Regions from separate parts of the Gossypium hirsutum genome. Here region 2 is linked to region 1. The links are chromatin contacts, called in public Hi-C maps. All regions are on one chromosome and are shown on one strand. The core of a region is the stretch at or near the end of the contact, and the rest is flanking DNA. Distances in the headings are between cores, read along the strand shown. Region 1 holds the start of LOC107886431 (stress-associated endoplasmic reticulum protein 2). Region 2 holds the start of LOC107886472 (squamosa promoter-binding-like protein 2).

What was found. Hi-C and Micro-C count contacts between places; a contact is called where the count stands out from the background.
Region 2: a contact with region 1 is called in a Hi-C map of leaf, with 2.8 times the contacts expected there. The contact joins the promoter of LOC107886472 here to the promoter of LOC107886431 in region 1. A contact is called at or near these places in 17 of 34 Hi-C or Micro-C datasets (anther, callus, fibers and 4 more).

The regions. Positions count from the first base shown.
Region 1 is chrA03:91,080,640-91,083,349 of Gossypium_hirsutum_v2.1, reverse strand. LOC107886431 (stress-associated endoplasmic reticulum protein 2) reads right to left here and starts at 1,385. Exons shown (of 4, transcript XM_041099285.1): 1 at 965-1,385.
Region 2 is chrA03:91,255,146-91,257,918 of Gossypium_hirsutum_v2.1, reverse strand. It overlaps LOC107886472 (squamosa promoter-binding-like protein 2), which reads right to left and starts at 1,333. Exons shown (of 5, transcript XM_016810441.2): 1 at 1,104-1,333. It overlaps LOC107888070 (4-coumarate--CoA ligase-like 1), which reads right to left. Exons shown (of 7, transcript XM_016812237.2): 7 at 2,527-2,773. The coding sequence ends at 2,675.

The sequences.
Region 1 (2,710 bases), core at 136-2,635:
CATTGATGTCATAATCTAAAAAAATATTTTTAAAACTATTTCTTTTTTTTTTCTTTAGTTTTCTCAGTGACCTTTCTTCCACCCCAATTTCTTTTCTTTTACCCCGTGATCTTTCTTTTTCCCACTATCCTTTTCTATTCTTTTTTCTACTAACACGTTTGCTTTTCAATGGCTGATTTCAATTCCTCTCTTTTACATTCTACTATTGTTGCTGCTGCTTCTTTATTCGAGGTAGAAGATACTGAGAAAATAAAGTTTCTAGACATAGAGGAAACATGTTCAAATTCAGGCTACAAAGATTCAGATTACCCAATAGACTCGAAATGAAGAACTCGTAATTGAAACTTGACTATTAATAAAGTTTCTCGATAGTTGGATTTTTTTTGTTTGTTTCTCGAGAAAATATGAGAAAGAACAAAAAAAATAGTTTTTTTTTTTAAACTTTGGTTTCTTTTTAGCTTCTAGATTCTAGGTTTATCTTTTATATTTCAAGTCTTGGGTTCATCTTTTTTTTTTTGATTTTTGCATTCTATTTTTTTTCTATTTTTTTCAATTTTTGGGTAGTTAGATTTTTTTTATTTCCTGGGAAAATACTAGAAAGAACAAAAAAAATGGTAGATGTAGACAACTCCATTGGATTTTTTTTACTTTATAAGTTTCTAAGGATTTAAAGCTTTTTATCGAAGAATTCATTTTGTAATTTGTTTGTATGTTATTGTGGCTATTTATGGTGAAGAAGGATACTATGATTTGCACAATGATTTTTAAACAAATTAGGTACTATTTATTTTGATATTATTGTTTGCTTCATGAAATTGTATCTTACATTACCCCTCTTTCTTCTCATTTTTATTATCACTACTTTTCCTTCCACACAATATTTACAAATAAAACATAATTAAGAGGTAAAGAAAAATAAACATGGTGGACATACAACAAGTAGACGAAGTGGAAGGGCCATTACCGATAGTTTCATCTGAGGCGGTTGGATCAAAACGCTAGAGATGTCCAAGCATTCGGTTAGTGACATTGACAGTGAGCAACCTTACGTTTCTCATGTAAGAAGACCCCCTTCTTTTTCCAAGCAATAGAAACACCACTCCAACAACCTTTTTTTAAATCCCTCACTCGCCTCTCCCTATTTTAAATGTTCCAAAACTCGCATCTTTACCAATCTCACTACTGATTTCAACGCTACCAACGACACCCTTGATGACGCCCCATGAAATGACACTCCACCATGAAACAACCTCGATCCAATTGGGTTCCCATCACAAGGTTATCTAAGATAGGTGAAAGTGTAGTTTAGCTCAGTTGGTTCAAGCCATGAGTTTTTATGGGTTAGTTTGAACAGGGGAGGGGAAGTTGTAGGGCTTGGTTGATGGTGGCTGAAAAATGGGGAGGAAAATGAAAGGGGATTAAGATATGTGATTTTTGTGGTGATTAGATGGTGAGAAAATGAGTGAAAATTTTTGGGGTAAGAGTTTTTGACAAAAGAAAGAAGGGAATGTGAAATCATGAGTTTTTGATAGAGGAAAGGAAGTAGAAATGATGAAGAAAAAGAAAAATAAGAAAAGAAAAGAAAATGGAAAGAAAAAGGGGGAAAATAAAAAAAATAAAACAAAAAGAAAAAGAGGTATAAGAGGACGTCACGTGGCATTGCGCGATTGGCTAGTGTTGCCACGTAAGTAAAAAGTTAATGGCGTTAGACTTAGGTATCAATTTAGCTGACGAAAAAAATTCGAGTACCAATTTGGAAAAAAAAACCATAAGTACTAATGCTGGAGAAGTGAACAAATTCGAGTACTAATTTTATATTTAACCATTTTATTAAAAAATAAATAAACTCGTCTCTTTATGTTAGATGATTGAATGAAATAGCCTCTCTAATTAAATGCTTACTTTGATGTTTTATATTTAAGGCATAATAGTAAATTTAGCCATAAATTTTTACATATTTAATTTTACCTCTTTTTTTATTGGGAATAACTTGACTGTCCACTTTTCATTAGTGATGTGGCATATTTTTTTATGTTCCATATCAATAAATAATTTAAAAATTATAAAAAAATAATTAAAAAATTATAAATAATTCTTCAAAATATAAAAAAGAAAAAGTAAAGATTTATAAAAAAAATTTAAAAATGCAAAAGAAGTTAAAAGGTTTTTTATTAAAAAAAAAATTTCGAAAGGAAAATAAAAAAAAGAAAGTAAGAGAAGTTTTATAGTAATTTGTCGTTTTTCTTTTAATATTAGTGCAAACTGTTCTAATGCTAGCCTTAGCCCTTATTCTAGCATGTTGTTGGATTTTTTAATGGTAATTTATTAATTTGTTATGATATGGTGGTACCCCGTATACTTCACATTATTATTACTTTAGTATTGTTTGAAAGGAAAAATAAACAAAGTGAAGAAAGCTTTGTAGTTTATTTATAATCTATGACATAAATTACTTAAAAAGGCCCATTTCCAAGCATATTTACGAAAATGGGTCAATTACACAATTATTTACCGGAAAGGGCCACTTTTTACAAAACGCACCTACGTGGCCGCGTTTAAGGGGAAAATTGCTAGTAAAGCACGCCCCTGGGGAGCGTTTTTTGCCACGTCAGCAAAATACTTCCACGTAAGCGCGTTTTGCTGACGTGGTAAAAAACGCTCCCCCAGGGGCACGCTTTGCTCCGTGTTTTTATATGTTAGGGATATTTGC
Region 2 (2,773 bases), core at 84-2,583, 170 kb before region 1:
CAAAACTCTAGAAGAATTTACCTTATCTATCAACCCATCCAACAAAAACTACCCGGTCTAGCCTCTTTAACAAAGCAGCTCCCTCCCTCTCTCTCTGCACGCCCCACTATCTTCAATAATTCTAAGAAGCAGTAATAACGTCCAAGTAGAGGAACCCAAAAATTAAATAAATAAAAGGATTCACTTTTTAATCAAGTAACCTAGTCTAAAAACACTAACACTTTCAATAATTCCCATTCGATTATCTGGGAAATCTTGCAAAGTAGGTCCCTGAATCAGACCCACAACTACTGTACAAAACAAAATTCAATGAAACCCTAATCTACCATAAATTCTTGTACCGAAAAATATCTACCATAAATTCAACAATTTACTGATGTATAAAAAGCCATCCCAACAACCATTTTTACTCAAACCCCCACGAGAACCATTAAAATCAATCAACAAATACTATATATGTCAACCAAAAAAATACACAAAAAAGAAATTCTACTCATAATTTTTTTTCTCCATACAATATATATGAAGTTTTGCATTGAAACAGAAACAGAACAAACATATAAACTAAAATATTCATTTTTACTAAAAAAAAAATAGAAAGTATTTGGTCCCCTTCTTAGATATCATTCGTCATATCGTTTTTCCTTTTAATGTTTTAATAAATTCTACTCAGCTTTCAGCCAGAAATACAAGGTAAAAATTAATAAAAAGGAACCCTTTCAACAAACACAAACGCAGTCGTTTCCATTGATTTTCCCCAGAAAACAAGAAAAGAAAAGGAACCATAACGATAAAAAAAAACGCACTTTACCTTTTTTTTTTCCTTTCTAAAGTTAAAACAAGTTCACATAATAAAGGTAGAAGATAGGAAGAAAATGATGTTTCAATTGAGCCGCAAAAACAAGAGATGTTTCCCCATTTTTAGAAACTCTAGTACCTCGTTATTGCTTTCTTTATTAATCCAAAATGAAATCTCTGTTTTATCTTTCCTATTTATTAACGGCGTTTAGTAAAAACAAAGTGAAAACATATATAAAAAAAAAAGAAGAAAGAAAGAAAGAAAAGGCAAGGCAAATGCTTTCTGGTGAGATTGAGTTACTTACCGATGCGTACTTCAATGTTGGGCAGAAAGAATAGAAAAAGAAAGAGCAGAAGGATTAAAGATCTTGAAAAAGAAAGGAGATAAGGCACAGCAAGGCACAGCAAAGCACAGCCCACAGCCGAGTCTGAGTCTGAGACCGAGTCAGGGTCTCTTTCACAGACTGAAAATGGAAGGACAAACAACGAAAGAGGTGCTGAGTGGGGCAAAAAATAATTAAAGCCTAGCTTTTTTGGAAGAAATTATTTCCTTTTATTATTATTTATTTATTTGTTGTATTATTACTGCTGCAGTAACTTTTTTTTTAATGCAGAAATCAAATTAGGTAGAATTTATTTAAAATAATGACACGTGCCAGTACAAAAGCTGATTGCATTGCAACTTTTGCAGGTTATGGAGTATGGACTATAGAGTAGTAGTTTTTTGGACGGTAATGAAAGGGTTGCCTTTTTCTTGTCAGTTACAAGTAGCCAGCCCAACTAATATTAGGTCTATTTTTTATATTATCCGATGTTGTATTTTTAATCTCTTAATTGTTAATTAAAATTTTACCTATAAAAAAGCTACGTATTAATAAATAAATTTAATGTTGATCTTATAATAAAATTCCAAATTTTAAAAAATACAAAAATTAGAAAATAAGAATTTAAGCATAGTACAAAATTAACACCCATTTAAATTAAAATTTAAAAAAAATATAAAAATTAAAATACATAAAAAAATTTTGATTAATAATAAAACAATGCAGATTATTGGAAAGGTGGGGTCAGAATTCAAAATATTAAAAAGAATAAATCATCCCTACAATCCCTGAGTTAAGAATTTGTGCTGCAAAATCTACTTAACATTAATTATTTTAAGTTAATGAAACCTTTTTCTATTTTTTGTTTTAAAATATATCAACTAACTCGAAAGGTACCTTATTAGATTGAGGTATTTGATTATTCTATATTCTGTCATATTATAATTAAGGAAGTCCAATTTTTTGGATTATGATAATCATACTAGCATCAAAACATTAAAATAATTCACCTATCAAAGGGACCACAATTTGTGTTTAGATGGTGGATCTTTCTCACTTTAAACTCAGTATTAAAATATAATGTCATGGTGATTTTCTATTACAATTATGTCATTTATATATGTTATTAACTCTGGTACTTTATCATATTTTATAATTTTTAAATTACTATATGAGCAAATTTGTCAACCTAGAGCTTACACCGTACGTACAATCAAATATGGGTGTCAACCTATCCCTCAAAACCCGCTTTTGTCATTCTAATCTTTTAGGATCCTTTTAACAATTATTCGAAACAAATTTTGACATTTTTATTTTTATTTTTATTTCTAAACCCTAATATACAATTATTGACATTGACACTTTGTCCCCTCTTAACTACCAAATCAAGTTGCAGAAACAGAGATAGTAACATATTGCTATTATTAATATTATTATATATAAGGAGACTGCAAGCATTTTCATTTTTCATTTTAAACATAAGATCATAACAATGAGATGGATTACTTTGAGTAATTCAAAAGAAAGGGATTTTATTGAAGGAAATGTTGGAATTAGGAATAGGAAGGGGGTTTGGGCATATTTTCCATCATCTTATCTTTCAAAAGCCTTCGCATGATTTTGCCAGATGGGGATTTGGGAATGGTGTCCAC